Linked DNA regions of Mus musculus: region 2 is linked to region 1. A link is a contact called in public promoter capture Hi-C data. All regions are on one chromosome and are shown on one strand. The core of a region is the stretch at or near the end of the contact, and the rest is flanking DNA. Distances in the headings are between cores, read along the strand shown.

Evidence for each region. Promoter capture Hi-C pulls out the DNA fragments that hold promoters and counts their contacts.
Region 2: a contact with region 1 is called in a promoter capture Hi-C map of hippocampal neurons, with 6 times the contacts expected there. The contact joins the promoter of Lincmd1 here to the promoter of Tfap2d in region 1. A contact is called at or near these places in 3 of 39 promoter capture datasets (hippocampal neurons, liver and stem cell-derived epiblast-like cells).

What each region holds. Positions count from the first base shown.
Region 1 is chr1:19,099,078-19,105,520 of GRCm38.p6, forward strand. Tfap2d (transcription factor AP-2, delta) reads left to right here and starts at 3,945. Exons shown (of 8, transcript NM_153154.3): 1 at 3,945-4,217; 2 at 5,287-5,784. The coding sequence starts at 4,179. It overlaps Gm15825 (predicted gene 15825), which reads right to left and starts at 5,763. Exons shown (of 4, transcript NR_151619.1): 1 at 5,593-5,763.
Region 2 is chr1:20,666,235-20,673,148 of GRCm38.p6, forward strand. It overlaps Lincmd1 (long intergenic non-protein coding RNA of muscle differentiation 1), which reads left to right and starts at 3,648. Exons shown (of 3, transcript NR_131249.1): 1 at 3,648-3,767; 2 at 4,716-4,870.

The DNA of each region.
Region 1 (6,443 bases), core at 2,695-5,194:
TTCCTTTGGTTAAATGTATCTAAGTGTGAGGGAGTGGTAGAAATTGCTCAAATAGAAGCTAGTACTGGCTCAGTAGTAGACAATATACAAAGCCTGAGTTTGAATCCAACACACACACACACCATAAATCATGTTAAATAATTGCAATCATTACTCTACTTTATTTAATATGACATAAACAAATTGCTTAGAGGAAGCCCCAAGTAGGAGAGGGAGGAAAGGAGGATGAGGAGGAAGAAGATAAAGAAAGCTAAAAAAAATTATTAAAATTAGGGATAAGAGCTGAGATATCTGTCTGCTAATTGTTTGCCAATCTCAAACTTAGAGGAGGTACATATACCTTTAGTGAGAATGCTTTAGAATAGATCCAAACTGAAACAAACTGCATGGTAGCCACCTACAATCTCAGGAGAGGGAACATCAATTTCTTAAACTATTCTTTCAGCTCTGAATCCTAACCAAGGTAATAATAATTATTATTATAAATAATAAATATAAATAATGATGGTTATAAATAAATATAATAATATATAAGACATTTTAAGGGGAAGCCCTTCTGTGATATGGGACAGGAGAACCAGAGAGGGGAAGAAAATCATGACTGTTAACATAGACCTCTCCTTCTCAGGAGGTGTCAACTGGCAAGATTGTCTCACCTTCTTGTGTCCTACTTAGAGTAGGTATGCACTAGCCTGGACTCTAGCTGAGACCAGGATGTACACCACCAGTTTGCCTTTAGAAGGAGCCCCCAGGCAGCCTGTCACCATGAATTCAACATGCTGTGGCCAGTTAATTCAATTATAACACCCCCCTGGAGAATGTGTAGCCAATCACTCTCCAAGAAAGGAGCAAAACAGAAAAAAGAGGAATTAACTTTGCTCAAAAGCCCAGTCTTGACCCAAGTCAAGCAAGATGTCACGTATTAATTTCTCAAGACTATTAATTGGATGAAAGGAGAACGGGAGGGGGAGATGACTGAGAGAAACAAACCCAGTAGCTTCACATCACACACATCAAACACACCTGCCTCAATGAAGTTAATCATAAAAGGGGCACAGCAAGCAACCCCTAAGCAGACAGGAGGGAATGCTGACCAGTTAGTGCATATGGCAGAGATGATTCCCCCAACTATCCTTTCGGGGTGAAAAGGCCTTTTGTATTTAAAGTTGTTATAGTTGGGAGGAAGCAATAGACAAACTGAAGTTCCCCCTTTGTCTAAGATGCTGATATAAAGAGTGGGAAGATGATATAAAGAGGGGGAAGATGAACCAGCTCCAACAGAGCCTGAAAAAGTAGAACCTTTAGCAAAAAAGGTACAGATGTCCTTCCTGTTCCATCTCCCTTGGATGTATTTAAATATTTCTCTCACTCTGTAGCCTTTAGTTTCTTCCTAAGCCCAAGAGTGTTCAGCAACTAACATAAAGAAACCCTGAATTTCCTTAATTTGGGTAATTAAAAGTCACTCGGGGAAGTGGTGTAGGTATTGGGAAAGCAACAGAAAAGTACAACTGCCAGCAATTCAGTAATGTCATGAAGTATTCAGACAAAAGAAGCAGCTAGAAGGAACCCTGTGATACACAGGATATAATGAACTTAATTATCAAAAGCATCATGAGACTCATTGCTGTCTCTGGAAGTAGGAATAAGTATATTGATCAATGTTGCTCCAGAGCAAGCTGAGGCAGTCATGCTTTCCTAAGCCTTCCGGTTGTCCTAGAAGACAAGGCTGTGCGTCCATCCCCTCCTTGGACCTAAGCTGAAAGTAAAAAGCCCTTCACCTTAACTGAAGACAGATGCTCCTGACAGTTGGAAGTGTTGGGGACAGATGGGTTTCATTTGATTGAGAAGATAATATCCTTTCTTATTTGAGTGCAGACTTCTTATGAAATTAACATTATGCACCAGCAAAACTGTCTTATCATTCACAAAAGTAGGTAGGAGGTTCTCCATATTCTTCTAGTGGGCATGAAGCCAAGCTTTCTCAGGGACAAGCATTCTGAGAGAAGGTCACAGAATCAGGCTCCAGATCCTGTGGACTACTGTGTATGATCCTATTATCTATGTTCACTGTGGATAAGCTATGAGAACTGGGCTCAGACCTAGCAAACAAAGACTCTAATGTAAGCATTTGGGGGCACAGGCTCTAAGCACCAACAATGTTCCTCTTCCCCTCCTACTTAAAGACCAAGTCCTATATTCTTCATTTTCATCCTCACTGGACTTGCTTGAAAAGCCTTCTGATTTCAACAGTTAATGATGTGGAATTTCAGGGTGGGGAGTGGAGATAAGTCCATCTTAACAAGGGGAGCAAATATAGGCTGCTGATCCTGTGTGGAAGTGAGGCATCTTGGATGTCTATTGCAGACAATGCATTTTAATTCTTGTCATGTGTCCTTATGTATAGAGCCAATAGCTCTGAGTGACAGGCCCGGCTACCTTGTGTACCTTGTGTGAGCATGCCCTAATAAAACCTCCCATACCCTCAACCAAAAAAAAAAAAAAAAAAAAAAAAAAGCCACATGTCTGTTTGCCTGCGGCTTATTATTAAGACACCTTCTCAGCTTAAACACTTAAAAGGGAACCAAATGAAATAGCAATTAAGACTGAATTACCCTGTCTATCTCTGAGATGAGCTGGTGGGGCCAACTAACCCTCCAGGTTTTGGGTGTTTTATTTTTTTCCCCCTTGAGTAGGCAAGTTTGCTGATAAAACCTAGCATAGCCTCTATATCTTGAGCTTGTTGCTATCACACACACACACACACACACACACACACACAGAGAGAGAGAGAGAGAGAGAGAGAGAGAGAGAGAGAGAGAGAGAGAGAGACCTTCAAGACACTAGATAACTCAGTGGATCAGCCTAAATTTTGGATGAAGTATAACTCTAAAACTGTTTGAAAGTTGAGAAACCTAGAAGAAATGGAAATAGGTGTGTGTGTGTGTGTGTGTGTGTGTGTCAGTGTGCGCTGTTGTTCCCTGTCCCTTTCCAGCACCCTCTTTGTAAATGTAATGCAAGTATTTGGGGGTCCTTTAGGGGTAATATAACTGCTTCCTGTTGTTGAATGGTCCACACTCCCACCTTCCAAAATAGAAATAAGGAGAGACAGGCAGACAGACAGACAGATACAGAGAGGGACACAGAGAGGAGAACAAATAAAAAAACCAAACAAACAAACAAACAAAAATCACACTGTTTAAAAGAAAAGGGAAAAGAAAAATAGTAAAGGGGGGAAAACAGGCTGGGTTGGGGAGTGAAAGACATTTACTTAAGTGTGCAATATCCTCACACATCTTTATTCTCATACATTTTTCCAGTTGTCCTACTTCTTTGTAACAGAAACTTAGGACTGTCCATCATGATTATCTATCTTAAAAACTGCTTAAAAAAATGTTAGCCACCACCTGGTGTTGCCTTTCAAGGACGAAGAACAGAAATTCAATGTAAATATGAGAAAAGGGGTATTGTTTTCACTTGGAAGAAGGCAGACATCCCAACTGGGCAAGACTGATTGCAATGCCTGTTGGAAAAAAAGATCAGCTTTCAACATCCAGGGAGTGGAACCAATAGGAACAAATGCCCAGTCATGTAAAAGAAAGGTTTAATTAATATATGTTTCTGTCTGTAAGCTGCATGTATTGGGGATAGATTTCTATCTTCGCAATAAAAATGTGTAAATGCTCTCTGCAGAGATGCGTCCTCACCTCAGTCGGTATAGAAAAGCATGATAAAGGTTGTGGAAAATGGATAAAAAATGTTGAAAGAACCCCCAGTTCCTTATTAGGCGAAGATACAATATTTATTCCTTGTCTCATGGGATAAATCTCTTCTGCCTATTGTCCTCCCCGTTCTCACTGCTGATGCTTAATTTTCAAAACTTCTATATTACCAAGGGACCTACGACATCAGCCAAAGAAATTCTCAGCAAGTACAAAATCTGTTCCAGGGAGCTGCTTTTGTGCAGAGGGAAAATTTTGTTCCTACAGGTTTTTTAAGTGGGTACGAGGCAAGGAGCTATCTGATCCGGGCAAAACCATTACAGTTTAGATCTCTATCTACGGAACATTTTTTTTCTTCCTTTAAAAAAAATTGGAAAATACAAGAAGTTTTGGATTTTTTTTTCCTGATTCTTTTTTTGGAGGGGGAAATTGCATCGTAAGCTTTTGGAGAAACCCATCATGTCAACTACCTTTCCCGGACTAGTCCACGATGCGGAGGTATTATTACTTTTTTGTGTGTGTGTGTGAGCGCGCGCGCGTGAGTGTGTGAGTGTGTGGCGGCGGCGGTGGTGGTGGCGGTGGTGGTGGCAGCTTCCCCTGCCTCTAATCTATATTGGACCGTTACGTTTAATTATAATCTGGCTTTCGGGAGAAGTTACGGAAGGGAACGGGAGAAAGTTCGTTATGACATCTGTCGCAGGGAGGGCAACTCTCCTCCAAGTTAAGCACCATTTGCAGTAATGAGGGAGAAGCATAATCCTAACAATAAGTGGGGACGAGGAGAAAGCTAGAGACACAGAAAGGATTCTCCGAAAAGCAAAGAAAGGGGACTGATGAGGGACAGTAGGTGGACGTGGGGGTTGGGGGGTGGGGGGGAAGAACGCAGCGCATCCCTTTCAGAAGGGGTTTATTCAAGAAATGGCACACAAGTGGCTATGGGGGCGAGCAAGTTGAACAATTTGCACGGACTGGGATTTTTAATGTACATGTATATATACCTTTATATTTGTGGACGGTGATCCTTTTATTTATTTATTTTTTTTTTAGCAGCTCAGGCTGAACACCTCCGCATGGCCAGGAGGCATTTCGGTGCTAGGGTCTGGCTGGAGTAGCGATGTGCATCCTAGCGTTTTCTGCATGTGGACTCTCTTGCTCCCCTAAGCCCCCAGTCACCTGCAAACCTGACTCCCAACGCCTAGCTCCAGGCACAAGTTGAGAATTGAAGGGTGTGAGTGTATTTGAGTGTGTGTGTGTGTCTGTCCGTCTGTCTGTCTGACTGTGTGTGCATGTGTAATGTCGCCCGCACCTATATAGGGTGGGGGATTCCCCCCACCCCACCCCGCTCTCTCCACTGTGAAGACGAGGCCGCCCACCCCCAGTTCAACTGTTAGCGAAGTCTGCTTGGTGAAGGCACTCACTGAGTCCGGCTGCTCTCCGGAAGCCCAGCGCGCTCTCTCCTCCTAGGGAGAGACAGGGAAAGCTCCCGACTCTGGGAGAGTGGCGCCTTGGTTGCAAAATGACAAACCTCAAGTTTTTCTGCTCTCCCCTTTCCCCCTCTTCCTTCCAGATACGTCACGACGGATCAAACAGCTACCGTTTGATGCAGCTTGGCTGTCTGGAGTCCGTAGCCAATTCCACGGTTGCCTATTCCTCCTCCTCTCCTTTAACTTACTCTACCACCGGCACCGAGTTTGCGTCCCCCTACTTCTCCACTAACCACCAGTACACCCCGCTCCACCACCAGTCCTTCCATTACGAGTTCCAGCACAGCCACCCGGCGGTCACTCCCGACGCCTACTCTCTGAACTCGCTCCACCACTCACAACAGTACTACCAGCAGATTCACCACGGGGAGCCCACCGACTTTATTAACCTGCACAATGCGCGGGCTCTCAAGTCCTCCTGCCTGGACGAGCAGAGGCGGGAGCTGGGTTGCCTCGATGCCTACCGCCGCCACGACCTGTCCCTCATGAGCCATGGCTCTCAGTATGGAATGCACCCAGATCAAAGACTCCTGCCAGGGCCCAGCCTGGGGCTGGCCGCCGCGGGAGCCGACGACTTGCAGGTAAATAAGCGTGCAGCGGGTTTGTCTGCGCCCTCCCCCTGCCCTCCCCCTCCCGCTCTCCGTTAATACTCTAGCTTTAAGTCTCTCTCTCTCTCTCTCTCTCTCTCTCTCTCTCTCTCTCTCTCTCTCACACACACACACACACACACACACACACACACACACACACACACACTCACTCACACTCGCACACGAATTAGAAAAAGTCATGAGATTACAGGAGGACTCTGCCCACTGGGTTCCTCTCATTGGATCAATAGCTGAGGTCCCTTTCTGGAGCCAGTCACCAGAAGTCTTTTGTGAATCTACGTTTCTGACACTGAGAGGATAGGTGTGTGAGATCAATGGAGCTGGCTTTGAATCTAGAGGTCTCAGAATAAGATTCCTAAAAGCTGAGGTCCACTCAATTGTATTTTCAGTTTCCATAATTTGCAGGGTCTCCAGCGTTGGCCTAGACAGAACCTTTAGGGGAGTCTCCTGATGAAAGTCTCTCTCCGGGAGGAGAGAGGTTGTTTGTTTTCAGGAAATTGTTGGAATCATAAGCTTGAACCAAAGTTTCACAAGCATATCAGATTGCTGTGCCAAGCAAGTAACCCCAAATGACAGCCTCAAAACAGCCCTAATAACATAATCTGCACAATGCACTTGCCAAGGTACGG
Region 2 (6,914 bases), core at 2,398-4,897, 1.6 Mb after region 1:
GCATACCTTTGGCTCCTGATTCATGTCACTAGGTGTTTTTCTTGTGACCATCTGAGATCAAATGACTGGACTGTGAGGCATATTTGTTGGTAGTATAATTTGAAACACGGTACCTCCCAAATCCCATTACTGGAGGAGGAGACCCTGGGTGAGCACAGAGCCTCAAAGCCTTCCATACCAGCTGTTCCCAGATTTCCCCAGCCTCTACAACTGCCACCTGTGTGATAGAGGACCTTAGACATGCAGTATTCTGAGAGCAGATTTCCAGTAGGAACCAGTTTAGAAGCAGGTCAAAGGCAAAGCGCCTGGAAATGTTTGGGAAATAAATGTAAAGAATGGAAGGCTCATTTTGCTAAATGTGTGTTCAAATCAGCACAGAAGTTACCCCAATGTTTCCACTTGCCTCTCTCTCTTCCCCGCCCCACTTCCTCTTCTAGTAACATTTGAGGGCTGTTAGGAGTTTAAAAAGCACTGGAAGGTGAGTTAACTCTCCTTAGTTTATAATGCAGTGTTAGAATGAAATTGATTACCAGCCTTGCCATGCACTGCTTTTATAAAACAAAGCACGCGTAATTTCAAAGCAGCATAAGGGTTGTAGTTAGCTCTAAGGGAGCTAAGTTTATGAGGTCACTAGCCTGAGATGATTTCATGGTTGTTCCGGATTAGCCTTTACAAAGAGCTATGCCTCCTAGCGGTGCTAACTCAGTGTAGGCGTTGTCTTGTATTCCATATTCTGTTGCATTTTTGTGTATCCAGATTAAATTTTTAGAATATTAATTATACCAATTATTAATTTAAAATTTTAGAAATATAGAATACATCTTACTTGTGTGCTACTTAAATTGATTTTTAAACATTATTTGTATAGAGGGGTCTTTAAATTATGAGTACTAAAATGACAATTGCTGGTGTATTGTAAACATTGACATTTTAGCTCAAATGTTACATCATTCTTCAAGTCCCTTTTAGGGAAGGTTATCACGTTATTGTTTTATTATCTCTCAGTTTTAGGAGAAGGATTTAAAGTAAAAAAACAAAAACAAAAACAAAACAGCAATTTCTGGCAATCATATAATAGATACCAAAAAAGTCCTTTGTTATAGAATTTGAAGAAACTAAATTATCTTGGGGGGATGTCACGAGTTCACAGCTAACCATTACCTTTACAGGTGTCTGGTTCTACAACTGGCAAACACTTGTCTAAAAACAGGATAATCACCTGGGGCACATGGTCTTTTCTTTGAGACCTAATTCACTGAAATCAATTCATGGTACTTCACACACCTGTGTCAAATTTGAAGCTCTGAACTCGTTTTGCAATGGCTAACTCCACAAGGACAGAGATGATGCCCGACTGGGCTCCCTCACATCCCTGTGGCTCTGCCCTGCCTGTGCCCTGCATATCTTGTTGATTTGTTTCTCCTATAACGGGGTGGGTCTCTCCTTGACAACTGGGGACCACATTTAGCCAAGCAGCTGTCCGCTGGCATCTGAAGCGTGCAGTGTTCAGGTCTGGCAACATCTCAAAGGATTTATTATTACCATCCTATGATTTCATTTAGTAGTATTATTGTCTCTCCTATGAAATTCCAACACTGAGCCTGCCACAAACCATCAAGAGACTGCAGGACGTGTGACAGTCTGCTCTCTGCATTTCCAAACAGCTGTCGCTCCTTCTCCCCGTCCAGTTTCCACTTACTACTGAAGAGCTTGAAGAGGTGACTATATCCTCCTCAGTGTTCTCTTTATGGCCACTGCTTCTCAGTGGTGACCTTGGGAAGGGGAATGTCCTTCAGAACAGCTTTATTCAACAATCATGAGAGTTAGGAATCAAGAGACGCTGGTTCTGTGGCCATGGGAAAATCCCTTCTGGTCATTGTTTCCTCATACACTGAAGAAATAATGTTTCTTTATGAGTGGAAATGTTTTGAGATCCTTAAGACTGGCTCTCCATTTACCCTATCACCTGGCTTTCCCTAGGGAAAGAGCTCTCATTAGGAACATCTCAGGAAGAACCTAGACTAGGACTTCACATCTTCACTCCAGAACCTGCATCATTAAAAGAAAAATTAAGAGATAAATGCCTTATTTATATAAGACAGTAAGATGGTTCTTCAACTGAAAATGACAGGGTCTCTGCCCTAAAATCTATTGAGATTTATAAAAATTTAAAAATTAAAAATTAAAAAAAGCTGACAATTGATCAGGAGGCCTAAGACTAGCTCTCCCTCCCGAGTGAGTTCTGTACATTCAGCAAGTCTCTTGCTGCTGAAGTGGCTTTCATGTCTCATCTCCCAAATTTCAGTACCCACATTCCTCTGACGTATCCGCCTCCAACAGGCCTGGAGGCTCACTTTTAGCTTCAAGCCTTAAATGTAGCCCTACATAAAGACGACATGTTGTCAAGTAAATATCAGCTTCATCTATTGACGTGGAGTAAAGATCAGAAGAACTAATGGGTGGACGTGTTAGAAAGAGATTTTAGGCCTATGGGGATTACATGTTGTAGTAAAGTTGTAGATTGACCTGACTTAACCTTTAAGCACTGATTGGGAGCTTGATGTGTGCCATACTCCATGCTAGAAACAAAACGGAAAAGAGAGCAATCAAAATCAGCATAAAATTGCCCTTTAGGAATTCTCAGTATTGCGCATTCCAGACATACTGAAAACTATAAAGTGGCTGGGTGGTAGTGGTGCATGCCTTTTATCCCAGCACTTAAAAGACAGAGGTAGGTGGATCTTTGAGTTTGAGAACAGTCTGGTGTACAGAATGAGTTCCAGGATAGTCAAGGCTAGACAGACAAACCCTATCTCACAAATCCAAATATACATATGTATATGTATGTATATGTGTATATATGTGTGTGTGTTTATATTATAGTATAATATATTATTTCATCATATAACATATACAATGCATACATATTTTCATAGGTATATCATATAAAATTGCCTGCTTTCTAGGAACTCTTAAAGACTTGGCATCTCCTACCATAAGCCTGTGTCCCTAGAATGGCTACCTTGTCAGCACTTCCTGTCTCTGTGCCTTTGCCGGAGGTTTTCTCCATGTAACAGAGCTCTTCATAGCTCTATCCATGTGTGGAAGCCTGCTCTGTCTATCCTCACCCAACTGAAACCACTGTCATCCATGAAGCTCTTACCACCTGGATCTCAAACCCAGCTTTGGGTTCCAGTAGAACTTACCCTGGATCATCAGTCTAAAATCATGTTCTATTACATATATTTCCCTAGATGCAGGTTCCAGCCCCAAAAGTATCAGGATGTCTCTCATGAGTATGGAATAGTTCTTCCCAATTCTGGTGTCTAATAAGGTGTACTACAGTCTGGCAAGCACTCACCAAGTACATGCTGTTGAGCGTCTACTGCCCAAGCTACTCATATTTTTCAAAATAAGTATCTACCCATCAGACAAATATGCAAAGTGAGTTTCAGATGAGCTAAAAGAAGCTGCATCTCAAGTAGCATCCATGGATGCAAACGAAGCGATGAGGATCCACTTACTTTTTTTTAAAAATTATATCCTGAGTCTTTAAAACAATTTGTGTATTGCATTAGTACACTCTATAAATAGGAACATTAATATGGACTTGCCTATTTAAAAGGGGGATTTAGCAAAGGACATTTCTCTTTGCAGTGGGACAGCTGAAGAGGTATAATTTAACAGCTTTCAGAAGCCCGTCACTGGAGTGATTGAGGTGGACAGAAGGCAGGGACATGACCACGGTCCTTAAAAGACACAAACAGGTGGGAGAGCACAACGCGGGGTGGGCAGAGGGCTGGAAAGTACAAAAGGGAAGAGGCTTGCCTGGAAAAAGCAGAGACTAGGCAAAGCAGAGTGTGAGACTGCCTGGAGAGAGAAGCCCTGGAGAGAGATGGAGAGAGAGAGAGAGAGAGAGAGAGAGAGAGAGAGAGAGAGAGAGAGAGACCCTGAAGAGAGGAATAAGAAGGAGATCAGGGAGAGGAGATGAGACAGGAAAGCGAAGAAGGAAGAGAGGAAATGAGGGGAAGGAAGGAAGAGGAGAGGAGAGGAGAGGAGAGGAGAGGAGAGGAGAGGAGAGGAGAGGAGAGGAGAGGAGAGGAGAGGAGAGGAGAGGAGAGGAGAGGAGAGGCAGACAAACCTGAACCCAGAACACATTTAGACAGATCACAATTCAGATGCAGAGGTAAAGCTTGAACAAATGACAGTCATAAAAAAAAAATGAAAGAGAAACAGGCATGGTACATAGAGGGCTAAATGATAGACTGTCAAAGAGGACAGAGCACATGAGGAAAGGAAAGACCTTGGTTTCTCTGTGAGTGACTGGTAGGATAGAGATTGTGGAGGTAAGAGTAGAAAGGAATGGGGGCGGGGGTCTGTAAAGAGACAAACAAGAAATGAGTACAGGCATAGCGGCCTAACTGTCAGAAAGTCACCGGGTTGTTCAGCTGGGCTGCAGGTAGAGCCACAGCTTTACCCAAGAGGGGACCATCAGAAAGACAGGAGCAGGCAATTTAAGCAGCTAGATACTGGGGGCCGGGGGGAGGAAAAGGAAAGAAAAAATAGATGGAAAGGTGAGAAGCAGGCAAGGAAAGCCCAAAGGAGACACTGGCCCAGAAACCTTCGTAACTTTCTGTAAGAATCTTCAAGGCCCCAAACTAGGCCAAGATTCTGACTGACATTTCTGAGCTCACCAGCTGCTGTTTCCTTGAGAGGATTCTGACAGGAAGCCATAGAAATGCAAGCCAACACTGCCAGCTCTGGAAATAAATAAATAATGACCCAGGTTCTATGCTCCTCAATGGGGGCAGAAGCCTGCGGGGCAAGAAAACCACAGAGGAGGAGGGACCTGCCTGCAACTTGTCCCCAGGTATGTCACTGAGCTGATTCTGCATGCTGCTGTCTCCTCTCTTTGTCCCCTGGCTGTTCCTGCCTTATCCAGCTGTCTTTTTCTCTTTGTGAATTTTTGGGGAGCCCTGTGGGTGATCCGCTTCTGTTATGTGAAGTCAGCAAGGCAGATCTAGGCGAGCAGGTGAAGCTCCGGGTTTCTGCATCTCAAACAAGCAGGAGTGGGAAGTTTCTGACAGAGCGGCCTCCACCTGTGGGGAAGGTGCATGTGGCTGACTTGTGGGCTGGTACTGAAGTGGGGCTTCTGTGTGCAGGAGCTTGGAGCAAAGATCAAAATGGGAGGATACGGGCCCTGGGATACCCAGGGATGGGGGAAGGTGCTGTTTCCGGAATCCAACTGTGGGGAGAGATTTCTTCATAATCATCCAAGGGACTGGCACATTACTTCAGGAAGAGCTAAAGCTTTAGGGCGTTAGGAGTAAGGGGAGAAGAACTCAGCATCATGTGACCTTGAACTTACAGCATGCCTTTAGGGGTGGCTTAAAAATGTTTTAAATACACATTGAATTTTTTCCAAAGAATTCACAGAAATTGTGTGTGTGTGTAATGGATACATCTCAATATATATCTAATATATATAACGATCACCCCAGAAGGCTGAGTTTTCAATGACTCCACAGATGTCCCCACTAAGACAATGTGGAAGTTACAACATTTGGAAAACTAAGAAGCACTCCCTGAACCATGTAGTTCTTTGGGAAGTTTGGACCAGAGCTCAGTGTTCCTGACTTGCCCCTCAGACTTTAAGTAACTGTGAGTCCTCCTTCAGTTTAGTGACTGCACTGGGAGGGAGGGAGTGCAGGGGTGGGGCACAGCTGACTTGGAGTTAATGATATATGCTGTTATTCTGTATCGTTACATTGTTACACTACATATTATCATAATCTCTCTGCAAATGCCACATGAGGGTTTGTGAGCCAGTGACCCTGTGCTGAGCTATCTTCTCAGGAAAACCTGTTACGTCATTTCGCACTTAGTCTTCATCAAACCCCAGTGAACAATTTACTGATAAACACTGGCACCAAGGTTCATTTCAAGTAGCACACAATTTGAGTCAAAACACTTGGCACCCTCCCAGATGGGACGTCCCTCTCTTTTTGGTGTGTTGGCTGGTTGTTTCCTCACTGTTAAAGGAGCTTCTAAGGTTTAGAGTCTAAACACATCTTTGAGACATTTCTTTGAGACAGTTCACTATGTCCCAGCCTCTAATGGTTTTTCCTCCTGTCTGTCCCCTCATTGGTAAGAGGCCAGAATGTAGAATCAGTTCCTTGCCCTTGCCCTGGACAGCATAAGAAATACTGACCCAGTAGTTATCAGTGTGGTCCCCAGACCAGCAACATCAATATTCCCCAGAAACATGCTGCAGTTACCACTTCCAGATCCTATCCCAGACTTACCAACTCAGGACCTCTGAAAGTGGAACTGACCATTCATGTTTAAGTGGGATGGCCAGGAAACTGAATTAGAAACTCATGCTTTTTAAAGGTGATGCTTCCTGGATCCACCATATTCAGATTTCTTCACAGTGGCTTCAGAGTCAATTGTACAAAATTCAACAAAGAGCACTCTTTGTGTGCCAGTCGGTTGTTTCTTTCATCTGGAGTATTTTGAACACAGGTTGCTTGTTACAGTGCTTAAAAGAGTATCTGCAAACACATTGCTTCACTGGGTCAGGAGGGAGTTTAATCTGTGTCATTCTGTCTGTGTGGTGAGCCTTAAGAGACATAGGCTGAGAAATCAAAAGTGGAAGCCATCAGGATGCCAGACAATCAAGACGATAGACAGGTATGTTTCTCAAGAGCACAAGAAGCGTCACCAAGGTCACAAGGACATTTTATATGACCAAGTACAAACATTAATGAAGAAGAAAACATAGTTAAAGTGTTTTATGGAATGAGGCAGTTGGGAAGCTAATTCAGAAGAGCATGGCGTTCAAGACCAGATTGTGATACAAAGCAAAACCATGTCTCAAAAGAGGGGACTCCACCTGTGGAGATGAGCGAAAG